3 separate regions of the Gossypium hirsutum genome follow, and regions 1 and 2 are each linked to region 3. A link is a contact called in public Hi-C data. All regions are on one chromosome and are shown on one strand. Each heading gives the region's core, a stretch centred on a gene start, on an enhancer-like site or on the middle of the called end of the contact. The rest is flanking DNA. Distances are from core to core; before and after follow the strand shown. Region 1 holds the start of LOC107958514 (BEL1-like homeodomain protein 4). Region 2 holds the start of LOC107896489 (homeobox-leucine zipper protein ATHB-40). Region 3 holds the start of LOC107896507 (calcium uniporter protein 2, mitochondrial).

What was found. A called contact is a pair of places that touch in the nucleus more often than the background predicts.
Region 1: a contact with region 3 is called in a Hi-C map of leaf, with 1.9 times the contacts expected there. The contact joins the promoter of LOC107958514 here to the promoter of LOC107896507 in region 3. A contact is called at or near these places in 7 of 34 Hi-C or Micro-C datasets (hypocotyl, leaf and petal).
Region 2: a contact with region 3 is called in a Hi-C map of leaf, with 1.9 times the contacts expected there. The contact joins the promoter of LOC107896489 here to the promoter of LOC107896507 in region 3. A contact is called at or near these places in 4 of 34 Hi-C or Micro-C datasets (all in leaf).

The regions. Positions count from the first base shown.
Region 1 is chrA11:28,805,163-28,809,638 of Gossypium_hirsutum_v2.1, forward strand. It overlaps LOC107958514 (BEL1-like homeodomain protein 4), which reads left to right and starts at 1,618. Exons shown (of 6, transcript XM_041081778.1): 1 at 1,618-1,734; 2 at 1,845-2,096; 3 at 2,393-3,857. The coding sequence starts at 2,472.
Region 2 is chrA11:27,743,417-27,748,244 of Gossypium_hirsutum_v2.1, forward strand. It overlaps LOC107896489 (homeobox-leucine zipper protein ATHB-40), which reads right to left and starts at 1,696. Exons shown (of 3, transcript XM_016821676.2): 1 at 1,485-1,696; 2 at 1,083-1,396; 3 at 5-416. The coding sequence starts at 1,596. The coding sequence ends at 198.
Region 3 is chrA11:28,291,244-28,296,039 of Gossypium_hirsutum_v2.1, forward strand. LOC107896507 (calcium uniporter protein 2, mitochondrial) reads left to right here and starts at 1,683. Exons shown (of 2, transcript XM_016821690.2): 1 at 1,683-2,487; 2 at 3,280-3,940. The coding sequence starts at 1,906. The coding sequence ends at 3,771.

The sequences.
Region 1 (4,476 bases), core at 368-2,867, 510 kb after region 3:
TTCAATCACTTTTATTAAATATGTTTATTAATTTAGTTTAAATTTATTTCCTATTTATCATGAAATACTATTATAATTGATGCAGATTGTTTTATTTTAATTTTAATTTTTTAAAAAAATTAACATTATATTTTCTTATATAATTTAAAATTTATCATTATCATTGATAAATAACAATAATTAAAAATAAAGGTATACATTTTTAGAAACTATAAAAGGTTAATTATTGTTAAACAATTATTGTCTCCAGCTCTTCTGTTTCTCTTTTTTTCACTCTTTGGGTAATCATTGCAAATATAAAAAGCCCACACGTGTAGACCAAGAAAACTAATAAATTAAGTTACTTTGTATATTGTCAAATCTTAGCTGAAACACTAATTAGTTAAATAGCATTTTCAGATGATGGAAAATCCCTTGGTACTTATATATCTAGACAAAGTTTGAGGGAACATTGTTCATTAAATTAGGGTACCTATTATATATAATTTAAGTGTTAAAATAATTTGATATATACATCACAAATAAGATTAAGGGTTGACAAGTATTGTTTAAGAATATAGTAAAATATTTATAAAAAATAAATAAATAAATATATATATATTCAACGCTAAGAATATAATATATAGTTTTAAAATAAAATATAAGAATAAAACTGAATTTGGTAATTAATCAATAACAGTTGTATTTCCTTTCTAATATTAATCTCTATCCAAACATATATTTGATTAAAAATATAAAGATTTTTGTATTAACAGTTAATCTTAAATACGAGAAAAAGGAAAGCGAAGGCATATTACAAATTTAATGGAGCTGATGATTTTTAAATAAAAATGTAAACATAAGTAGAAAAATAAAAGACATAAGAAAAAGATTAATGAAACATGTCCATCTTGACATTGCCAAACCAGAAAGCAGTTAAGTGTGGTTTTCAGACCTTACAACCCCTATATAAAACCTAACTTGTCTTCATCGCCAGCCTTCGGCACGTGCCCTTCTATCTTATTTTTATTAAACATCTTTAATGCCATAAAAATAATTTCATTCACTAAACAATACGCCTTCCACCTATAAATTTGTTTCAATTAACCGCTAAACATTTGATTATATTGTTTTATTTATAATATCAGATATTATTATTATTATTATTATTATTATTATTTTCATACAAAAGAAAGTTGGATAATAAAAAAAATATGGCTTCCCGAAATGATATTTTTACCCTTACCAACTATTGCTGTTGATGAATATAAAATAATCAACTGGGGCAGTTTAGTCATTTTACCATATACAGGATGGTGGTAGTTTAGATGATTGAGATGACTTTGTACTAACCTTATCTTTCTTTTATTCCATAGCTTGCGTGTCAATTAAAATTATAGTAATAGTCAGACTTTTTTTTCAACCTTATTCATTTTTAATTTCTACATCTACCCAAATTATTCGGTTTTTTACATTTTATTTTTCTCCGGGTTGAATAATAAATTTATACCCGCAATCTAAAATTTGTAGTTAAGGTTATTTTTGTAAATTGAAAATATATCTAATAAACTAAAACTCAAGTCCTTGATTATGATTCATTAAACCTAATTGTGAATTTAAAGAAAAAAAAAGGAAATAATAATAATAATTAGTATAAAAATATTGGCAGCGTGAAAAGTGGTGAAGGAGAAAAGAATAGCGACCACCCTTTTGTTTCTTATTTTCTCTCACCTCTGTGTCTTTGAGGAGGCTAAGGTTATTTCTATATGTTTTGTTGTGAAAGTGAATTATCTGTTTTTCTCAGATCAGCCTCCATTTTCATTCCTTTCTTACTTCTTTTCTTTTCTCCCCTTATATTCATATAGTTTCACCAGGGGAATATTCAAGAGGTGAAAAATAATATCTAGTCACTACTGCAAGGAAGGAAAAGGAGAGAAAGAGAAAGAAAGAGACGACAGACGGAGGACTACACACATACACAGTGAGAAAGCAAATGAAAGGAAATGAAAAGAAAGGAGGGAGGGAATTGAAGAATCTTTCAATAATAACACACGGAAGGGATATGTCTAGCTATAAGAGCTTTATATCCTTTCATATGCTGCTGCAACTCTAACAAGGTCTGCCTATATATACACACACACACTCTCTCTCTCTCTCTCTCTCTCATATATAGCTGAAAATGATCAAAAGGGTTACAAAAACATCCAAAACATAATCAACATAGACTTGTTTCATCCCTTACACCAGTTTTTTTTCTTTTTTTCCTTCACTTAACTGAGAGAATTTGATCCTCTCTGTTCCTATCTTTCCTTTTTCTTTGTTCTTTTTTTTTCCCCTGATAAGAGTGATTTGTTTTTTTATGATGGGTGTTATTTGTTTCTCTATGTGGGTTACCGATTCATAATTGAAACAGCAAGAAGGTGAAGGAATTTGATAGAGGGAGAGAGGTAAATAAAGAAAAAGGATATGATGATGAAGAAGAAGATGCTGATATGGGAATAGCAACGCCACCACTCGTCGCATCAATTCTTTCTCAAGAATCTCAACCCTCTAAAAAAATTCACCATCAAATCCCAATTCAACACAAGAGCAACAATTCTACTAATTCTATGTCCCAAGATTACCATCAAGCAGCTGGCATCTTCAGCTTCTCGAATGGATTCGAGAGATCAGCCGTAAGCCACCAAGAACACCAAAAGCAGCAGCAACAGCACTTAGAACAGCAGATCCGGAGAGATAAACTAAGAGTTGAAGGCTTTGAGCCGCCACCTCCACCATTAGTAGGGATAGAAGAGGAAGAATCAACTTCTCTCCCTGTTTATGAAACCGCAGGTATGTTATCCGAAATGTTCAATTTCCCTTCGGGTGCGGCTGCTGCCGCTGCTGCCGCCACTGCCTCGGCCGAGTTACTAGACCAGCATGTACAGCCGAATTATCGAGCACACCGGCCAGTCCAAGGTAATACCAACGAGTGGTATAGCAACAGGCAAGGTGTTGTTGGGGGTTTGGGACAGTTAGGTGAATCAAAGAGTCACATTACCCGTGACAGTTTAGCTCAACAGCATCAGCAGCAGCAGCAGCTACCAAGCATTAATGCCGACTCAGCAGCTGCCATGCATCTTTTCTTGATGAATCCGCAGCAACGATCACCATCTCCTCCTCCACCTCCTCCAGCAACTTCTTCTAATACTCTTCACATGTTGCTTCCAAATCCATCTACTTCTCTTCAAGGGTTTAACGTATCAGGTCCTGGAGGGGGTTTCGGAACAAGTACTGTTCTATCTCCACCTCAATTTACTTGGGTTCCTGGTAGTGCTCATGAAGGAGGCAACAACACTGATTCCCAACTCAGCAGCCAAAATGAAATTGGAAGTGTTGTGGAAGGCCAAGGTCTTTCACTATCTTTATCATCTTCTTTGCAACACTTGGAGGCTGCTAAAGCTGAAGAATTAAGGATGGGAGACGGGGGTTTACTGTACTATAATCAAGGAGGGGGTTCGGCTGCTCAGTTTCATCAGTACAGGAATTTGGGCAGTCATCATCAGACAATGCATCTGCAAGGCGGAGTGGGACAAAACCAACAGGTTCATCATGTTGGGTTCGGATCCTCATTAGGAATGGTCAATGTATTAAGAAATTCAAAGTACGTTAAAGCAGCTCAAGAATTGTTGGAAGAATTCTGCAGTGTTGGAAGAGGCCAGTTCAAGAAGAATAAGTTCGGTAGAAACAACACAAACCCTAGTTCTGATCCTGTTAGTAGCGGATGTGCAGGTGGTGGTGGTTCTTCTTCATCAACAAAGGATCTCCCTCCTTTATCAGCGGCTGATAGAATTGAACACCAAAGAAGGAAGGTCAAACTGTTATCCATGCTTGATGAGGCATGTAATCTCTTTCTCTATTCCCCTATTTTCTCTTTCATAGTTCCACTCTCTTCTTCAACTGACTAAGACCCAATCTTTTTTTTTTTTAATTGTCCTCCGATCATTTATTTGAATACCTCCATTAATTTTCAAATCAAACATCAGCACCACAGCACAGTAACGAATAAGAATATTTTAAACAAAAAAAAAAACCAGATAGAGCAAAGCCGGCTGGTGCAATAGGGTTATACAGGATCTAGTTGGTAGAGTTTGATTATCCTTTTCACTTTGTCTTTTTTTTTTAAATATTTTCATAATTTCGTGTCATACTCATTGGATTGGTGGGTGTGTTTAAGTACTCAACCTGGTTTGGTGGAAGACATGAGAGATTACTATTAAGGGTATGCACTCAATCGTGAAGCGACGTCCCTTCTGATTTGGAAGGTGACCATTAGCCCACCATATTACGTATCAAAATCGTTGAAGCCACTGCTACCCGAGAGATCCATACCCATCATAGCAATATTTCAGGGAAAACCATATATATATAATAACCTGGTTGACTCTGGGAAAGGCGTTATGCTTTCATTTTCCACTCTTTTTCCATACTGTAATTTTTGTTCTTGTTTGCGCTCCC
Region 2 (4,828 bases), core at 446-2,945, 550 kb before region 3:
AGTATGCTGTAAAAAAAAGTGTTTTTATTCGATAATAGTAGTTAAAAAAAGATTTCTAAATTAATATGAATCTAAGTTAACATTACAACACTTTATATAACATAACAGTAGTTAAGAAAAGAAATTAAGGATTAATTACAATGGATTTGGAGGTCTTAATTATCCATATCTACACACGCTAACTAGTGATATGATAATTACATAAAAAGATTCATCCACTCCATGCCAAGAACATAATTGTTTTCTCCAATATAGAAAACATCTTCATATCCAAATTCCCCATGGAAAACTGGATCAATGGCTTCCATTGACAGTACAGATGAGCTTGTACTTTTGCTGGAAACCCCATCTACTCGTTCCGTTAGTTGCAGGATTTCCTTCTCCGCCTCGCTAAGTTGCTCCTTAAGCTTTACCACCTATAATTGTAACCAAAGAAACAAATTTAAATTGAATGTAAAAGTGGGCTTCGGCTAAGCCCAACCCCTGCCACAAGACAGTATGGTGTATGGAAGTGGACCCTCTGTTTTTCATTGGAAAACATTTTCAACTACTTTTTGTTGTGCAATGAGGTGGCTGTTTGTTGTTCCTTGTCAATGTTATCCCACTTTTTTTGTCCAAGAATATCGTTTCCCACTTTCTTTTAATTGAACATAAACTTATGATCTCATTAACTGATATTTTTAATAGCTTAAACCCAACAACATAAGTACATGACATGGCTTTCTTCGAGCCCTGAGCTCGTGCATGTTCTGATATTGGTGGGTCACCGTATCTTTTTTTATCAAAAAGATAAAGATCAAAGACGCTGCTACTTCCTTAATTAGTTTCATTTCCTTCCAACAAACGCCTCCTCAAGTTTGAATTATTTTTTTAATTATTTAATCTCTGAAAACATACATATTTTTTCCTGTTTGGTTCTAAGAAACCACAAGGAATTATGTCTAAAATATAAGAAAAACAAAGGGTTTGCATTTAAACATCCAAATAAACTTACAAGTGTGATTAAAACCGGATTTTTTCTTTTTTTGCAAGTTAAAATGATTTTCATTTGGGAAATAAAAGATATATGTATATTTACATACCTCGGATTCAAGTCGGCATTTGTCGAGAACAACAGTTTCGTGAAGAGACTTGAGCGTGCTATACTCTTCCTCCAGCTTCTTGTTCTTCCAACGAGCTCTACGATTTTGGAACCAAACAGCAACCTGACGAGGGTCAAGTCCCAGCTCTGAAGCAATCCGATCTTTCCTTTCTGACTCTAGTTTATGTTCGTTACCAAAATTAAGTTCAAGGAGAGTGACTTGTTCCTGGTTAAGCTTCCTTTTTTTAGCCACCGCACACTGGCTGTTCTCCCCTCCCTTGTTCTTCTTCCGCCGCCGTCGAGGCTTCGGTTCCCCTGCTCAACCAAAAGCCTGGCTTAATTATAAAACAATGCAAGAATAAATATGTTTGTGGTTTTAAGTCCATGCCACATTGATCAGTACCTTGGTGTGTTGCAATTTGGGTGTAAAATCCAGGGTAGATTTGGGAGATAAGAGCAATATGATCTTCATGTTCATTCATTTGGCTTGTCATCATTTCATAATCTTGGCTCATTTTCTCTTTCTTTCTAGCTTTTCGGGTGTGTTTTTTTTTTCCTCTGGCTTTCACTTAAATTGAGAAACGGGTGATCCCTGAGAGAAGTAATGGATGAGTTAAGGAAGTGATGTGGTTTATTTATAGGGTTAAGAGTAGGACTAGTTAGCAGTTGTTTGTTTACCATAAGACCTTTGTTTCCAATATTGGACATCACGTTCTTATGAATAACAACAATACCATTATAGTATTACAATTTGGTACACTAGTTTGAGACAATAAGAAATACTGTCACATCTAAACTGTATCATTGAACTAGTTTGGAAAATTCTGTCAACCAAATTTGCCATCCCCACGTCCAACAAGTGGATAAAGTTAGACAACAAAACCCTAAATTTCAAAAGTTCATCGTTTTTTTTTCACTATATAATACATGGTTTGGTTAAAGTTTTAGGATGTGATTGATTAATTGAAAATTTTAAATGTGAAAAAATTATGTATTAAATTTTTATTGTTAAATTTTATAAGTATTGAATTTATATCAAAAAATTATTTAAAAAATTAGTAAATATAAATACGGACTATAATTATATTGTTTGATAAAAGTAAATATTGATTTTTAAAAAATTATTTATTTTTAATTTTAATCTTATTAATATAATATTTTATATTATTTTAGATAATTTTAAATGAAAATAAATACGACAATTTAAATATCTTATTTAAAAACTAATAATTTATTTCAATTTTTAATAAAATAAAATCAATTTAATATTTTCTACCTCAAGTAATAAGTAGCTATATATCTTCTTACCTTATTCAATACTTTTTGGTTAAAATTTTATATTAAGTAAAAATTAAAATAATTACTAAATAAATTTAAAATATTAAATGTTGAAATTTTTTTATAATTTATCAAACACACCTCTATGATATTCTTTCATGTAAGTTCTGTGCATGAGATAAGGATGATATTTTTTTTTTAAAGCTGTAAAAGAAATAATTATCCTGATTTTAACTTAAAACCTAAAATAAATCATTCTCTTAATTGTGATCTCCTTAGACAAAACTAGGATTGGTAGGCTTTCCAAATTAAGTGATAAGGGGTGATGGTGGTAAGCAAGCAAGTAATACATAATTTTGCAAGTTAATTAAAAGGGGTTTGGGGATCCCAAAGCTGGCCACTATTGAAGTCCATAAACAAAGTTGGTAAATTAGGTTTGGCCTCTGGATCTGGGCATTCTAGTCAGCCATTGTTGTCCAATTGGGAGGTATTTTCACTTATTTCCATGTGTCTGTAAAATGGTTATAACTATGAGCCAATACCCCATGACTACTTTTAACCATATCTCAATCGTGGCTCGAGAGACGAATGAAAAACATAAAGAAAAGTTATGAAAATTTGGGATTAGTTAGTACTTTCATTAAGTATTATCATTTTTTTTCAAGGGAATTAAGAATTATTATTATTACAGATGCATCGGGGAAGCAATCTTTTCTTTTTGAAAGAATATTAAGGTTGTTGGAGAAATCTCTTAAGGTCAGAAGTAGAAGAGAGGATATGTCGTCATTGTTGACGTCTTGATTTTATTAAAAATTAGAGTTTCTAATTTTTGATTGGATAATGTTTCCTACATTTCCATCATTTCACTCTTAAGATAAACTTTTCCACTATTGGATTTTAAGCCAAAAGAATAGGGGATTGGGTTATGATTTTATAACTAAAAAACAAAGTAAATGAGGTGGAAGAGCTGCTTAAAACAACATAACATTTTTTTTTCTGATATCCACAATTTTGTAATTGAAAAATGAAATCCATTGATAAAGTGTTAAATTGATGTGACAAAATTATAATTTACTTAAACCCCACAATTTAACTATTTATATATATTATGTTTAGGTCCAATTTTCGGCTGAAATTATGATTCACTTAGATTGTTAATCACCCTTTGGATTTAATTAGTTTTTCATGTGGTTTTGATGATAACAAAACTTGCACACTTATTTACGTCTCATGGTTAGTTCACTTGACTGATGCTTTGGGGGAATATTGGAGTGGAGACAAGGACACGAGTCACTACCCACTTTGTCTGTGTCTTTGGAAAAAGTCTCGTATGTAAACTTCATAAAGAGATTGATTTTTTCATGTCGTGAATATAATATAAATTAATGTGAAACAGATAAGGTGGAGCTCCCCCCATAAGTTCCATGAAGGCACTTGAGGGAACATCAAAGCCAAAAACTTTTTATTGATGGGTGAGTTGCATCAAGTCAGTAAGCAAAGGTCCTTTGATCCACAGAATACAATGGCTGGATGGCAGTGGGAAGTTAAAGTTAGCTATAGCTAGCTAGGGGGCTAAGTGGCACGAGGAACAAGTTGGTTGGCACGGCTGGCGGTGAGCCGGTGACTTAAGGGGTTCCTTCTTTTGAATTACCATGGGACAAGACAGATGCACACACACCCTGCTTTAACTTGGTACGAATTAAATGCCAAGGAAAATGCTCTGCTTATTTTGCCTTTACATTGAAAAGATGCTCTTACTTTTCTAACCAATAATGATTTTCTTTGACAGATTTTCACAATGTAGTGGACTTGTTCTTCCCCATCTCCTTCATTATCTATATAAAATAAATATACTTACATAACCAAAAACTTGCCCAAAGTTAATATTACCATTTACCAATTATTGTTATTGGTAAGTATGTTGATGTTAAAAGGTTATTAACTCAAGAAACTTTACATCGGACAGTGAAAATCTTTGCTTCCTGCCATGATATATATATTGAGCTGAGGTGACGAATTCCAAAACCCAAATTTGACCAAGAGATAAAGATCATGTGAATACAATCAAGAAAAGAAAAGAACGAAAAAAAAAATACAAAAGAAATGTAGTTTGTTTAATTCCCTCCAAAGATTGGGAGGCAAGGAGAATCTATTAAAACAAAGAACAGTTTCAGGCTGTACTAAATTATCCTAAGGTTTCCTTCAATCGAGAGAAAGCTCTTTTTGAAGTTGCAAGTGGGCTAACAATAGGGGAAGTAATCATCTATTTTTTTTTCTTTCTGAAAATATCAGTGGAACAATGGTAAATGTTCTGCTTTTCTATGTATCTTGTCTGACACAGATGACTTCAATCCAAACAATGATCTGATTAGAAAGGTTTCCAGTTTTCTTCAAGGTCGACAAAGGGTGATTCTAAGAGCTAGCGTGGCTCAAATTCAAGCCATGTAAGTGATGGAAAAGACCCTCTTT
Region 3 (4,796 bases), core at 433-2,932:
TATTTTGAACTCCAAAAGTTGTATTAAAAAAAGTAACATCTGTCAATCCATTAATTCTTTTTCTTAATATTATACCCATAGAAAGTTAAAAAAAATAAAATTCACAGCGTGTAGAATAACAATCTTAGAAAAAAGATATCAAAATCCCTAAAACCGTAATTTCAACCAAATTAAACTTTATTAATTTATTCATAAATGTGCCCTAAAATAATTTTTATAATCAGTTGGATTTGCTTAAAATATTGTTGAAGAAAACTTTTAAACATTGTGATCCAACTACTTATTTAGGAGTTATCTGGTTAAGTTGATAGGTTAATATTAATATAAAATAAAGTTTTAATATATTATCTTAAATTATGCAGAAAATTAGATGTATTTTTTAAGATGAAAACATTAATCATGTGATTAAATTCTTTTTTATTTTATGTTATCTTTTAAAATAAGTGTTGAATCTAGAATCAAATTTGGTTATGGATCTAATCTAAACCCCAGCATTCGAAGAACAACAAAAAGAAAATCTAAGCACCACATCACCTTCCTATATTTCTTCTTTATCCTTAAATAAATAACATATATTCATGAAGCTGTCTTGAAACATTTACATTACTTAAGCTTCATTTGATGGATAAGGAAAATAATTTTGTCACATTCATTATTATTTTAGTTTCAAATAATATTGTTTTGTACATCTAAATTATTATCATTAGCATTAATCGTTATTAAAATGATTTAAGTTAACATTTTTAAATTTAGATCAAAATAAATTTAGCCACTTTAGAACTGATATGTAAATATTGAATCAATTTGGAATGGTTGAATATATGTTTCTCCCCACAATAAAACCAAAAGAATATGGTCGGATTACAAATGCTTGGGAGGATTTGAGTTAGAATTAGTCGTGAGCTATAATTATGTTAAAATGTTCAATAATTAAGGGATTATAAAGTGAATAAAAAACGAATATTTCAAATTTGTTTTAACCATCAAATCTTTTTCATATTTTATTAACTCCTCAAATGCTTTGACTGTGATACTGTTTTTTTTTTATTATTATTATCTTACAGCCACCAGGTGGCAATCGTTATATCAACTCCTTGACGAAATTTTTGTCACCCAAAGAAAAATAAAATAAAATGTTGAGGATTTATCGTGAACGCAAACAACTTTAAAGATTTTGTTTATTACATAAATACCAAAATATATGTGGCGACACGTTTGTGTGAACGTTTATATTCATCCATCCAACCCCAAAAAGGAAACTTGATTTGCTTTCCACTTCTGTCTTAGCTGCCGTCAAACACACAGAAATTTTCCCATGTAATCCAAACCCTTCTATTTATTCTCACCTTCTAGATTTCTTCCGCTAATAATGTTACACGTGTTCAACAAATCAGTATTTATGAATTACAAAATGAAAGTCAACATCAGGTAAGGCGCGAATGATAAATTTTCATATGATCTGACGGTTCAAAAGGTCATTTGTAGTTCAAGCTCAACCCTCCACGTGTAGTGTGATTAGCTCATGCTCTTCGATATTTCCTCTCGTGAAATCGGTTCTCCAATTTCTCGTTCCGATAAATTGAAAAGAATCGCCCCTAACGAGATGATCCTATAAGCATGCTCGAAAATGTAAGGCAGGGAGTAATCTAAAGTGCGAAGTATGTTTTCAAATCTCTCAAATTCTCGCGTTATTTTCATTCTTTTTTTGTAAATTTCTATTTTTCTGTTTATCTTCCTCCATTGTTGGACCCTATAAAACGGGCCAAAACCTTCATTGATTGTGCCAACACCAAGCGAGCAAAGCTTTCAAATCTTCTAAACTCTATCCCCCCCACCCCAGAAAAAAAAAAAAACAACAACAACAACAACTTTTTGATAATTAGTTAGCTTCTTTAATTTCTAGCAATGGCGTTGAGGAAAACCTTGGCAGAGAAGCTTTTTAATATTTCGAAAATTTCTTCGCAAGCTGTTACTAACTGCCGGATTTCCTCACCGACGGTTCAGAAGCGGATCGCAAGAAAAACGGGGAAAGCAGCAACCGGTATGACGGTGGATCCAGTAGATGCTAAGGGTAACGGCCATGGCATGTTCAGGCGGTTTCTTCATAAAGGATCTATGGCTTCACCGGCGATGAGGAAGTTACCGATGGGGGAGAATTTAATGGAGAGATTAAGGGAAATCGATGTGTCCAGGGATCGCATCCGGTTAGACGGGTTGAGCTCGCACTTGGAGGCGAAATCGGCGGTTTCGGAGCTGCCTGCACTGTCCGTTCGGGAAGCGAAGAAGTTGTTAAAGGTGGCGCAGTTGGAAGTGGTGAAAACGAAGCTGAGAGAGACAGGGAAAATCTGGATTTCTTATTCCGACTTTCTTCGGATTTGCGGAGAAAGTTGTTCGGATCATGAACAAGGATTGCAGTTTGCGAAATTGCTAGATGAATCAGGAACCGTCGTCGTATTAGGAAACATCGTCGTTTTACGATCGGAACAGGTAGATAAATTTTTTTGTCTATTTATTATCTCTTGAAATTTTATATTGAAAGCAGATAAGATCTTATTTATGTTTTGGCTTACAACGATAGCATATATGTATACATTAAAATTACATGCTTATGGTGATGGTGATGAAAAGTAGGTCCCGAATTCAATTCACTTATTATTAGCATTAGAAGCTACCGAAAACTGATTTTCTGGGTTTCTTTTTCTGCTAATTTCAACAGGATTTTTTTTTTACTACAGGTCTCTAAAAACGTATCACATTTGAGATGGTTTCTGAGAATTGAACTGAAGGACCCAAATTTTTTATAAATAAATCCCTCGGATGTTTCTACAGTATGACCACAAATATCACAACTTTTTTTTCACAGTTAATCTCCTGGGCTTTTATAAATAAAGCCCTTGGATGTTTCTACATTTTGTTTTGCATGCATATTCTCCAACTTTTGAGTTGGTAGAGGGCGAGGGGTGATGATGGGAGTTATGTTTTAATGGGCAACGAATTGGGGAAGATGTGTTTGGATGTTTAGATTTGAGGAGATGTACGAAACTATTGAGCGGAAAGGTGGCGTTGTCGAACAAGGAAAATGGTTGGTGGAGGAATAGAGGTTGGAATGGCCTCATATGATAAAGATGGGCTTCAACTTGACCTGACATAAGCATTAATCACTTTTTATTGTTTACTTGCTTTCATCATCCTTCATAGTCATAATTACTGGTACGAATTTGAGTCAATTTTTGTTTCTTTCAAGTTGAGCCAACAGAGATTTCCACTTTGTGACTACAGGTAGCAAAAGCACTTGGTGGTCTAATTCCTTTATCTAGATCAAACCCGAATGATCCCAGAAGAAAAGAACTGGCTGCGCTAGAAAAGGAGAAAGCAATAATCGATTCAAAAGCCGATTCCCTGGTCCGTCGCGAACTCTGGCTTGGCCTGGCATTCATGGTGGTCCAAACAGCCGGGTTCATGAGGCTAACCTTTTGGGAACTCACATGGGACGTGATGGAACCCATCTGTTTCTACGTCACCTCCATGTATTTCATGGCTGGATATGCATTTTTCCTCAGGACATCCAAAGAACCTTCTTTTGAAGGGTTTTATAAGAGCAGGTTCAGCACAAAGCAAAGGCAGCTGATCAAGGCATACAATTTTGATATCCAGAGGTATAATGAGCTCAAAGCAATGTTCCCATCCACAGTGGAAGAAGAATTACAGGTCTCATCGGCGGCCTCCTTTGATTATTCTGAAAAGATGCAGATTGGTGCTTTGGACCATTGATGATCCGAAACATGTTAAAAAGCAAAAACAAAAAGATGAATACAAAATAACACAATTTTGTTTTAGGATTAGGCGCGGCTTTCTGTAACATTCTGTTGAAGAGTTTTTCATTTGTTTAAACATATGAAAGATTGGAACTAATAAAAACTTTATCCCCATTGATTTTTAAGCAAGTTGCCTGTAAAAAAAAGTGAAATCATCTTTTTTACTATACACAAACTATCAACTTTTTTTTTATCCGATTTTGATGTGGAAAATATCAGGTCTTTCATTAAACAATATCTTTATTTTAATTTTATAATTATTTTATATTTTTAAAATTATGTTTTAATATTATAAATAGTTTTAATTATAATTCATTAAAATTATAAAAAAATTAACTTATATTTTAATTTTGTAAGTATTTTGATTACATTTTCTTAATTTTTTTAAAGATTATATATCATATATTTTATTTAGTTTTTGTAAAAATGAATATAACATAAAACATTATACAGGTTAAGGTTGGATTCGAAAAACCATTTTAATGGTCGAGATTGAAATCGAGTGGGTAAAAGAAAAAATATTAAGAAAATTATATACTTATGCCTTTAAAATTAAAATTTATGTGTGTTTCTTGGAGTTATAAGTTAACTGGATATCAATTTAATTAGGAAATTATTATAGTAAAGATAAATTCCCATATCTATACTATTATAATGTGCTTGATTGTATTGGTGTTATCCATTAACTAAGTCTCAACTAGACTTGCGTCCGCTCGAAAAATAGGAGCGTTAGTGCAAAAATATAGGTCCAAAAATGGACTTGAGCAAAAAAATAAGGCCCGTTTAAAATACGGGTTAGACCTCGGATAAGACATTTTGGCCCAGGCTCAGCCCACCTCGAATTCACAAAAAGACAAAAATAAATTGCTATTTTTTGTTATTTTAATGCTATTTTCTTGTTGTTTTCTCCCTATTTTGCAATCATTTTACTATTTTGTTACTACTATTTGTTGTTATTATTTGACTATTGTATAACACTTG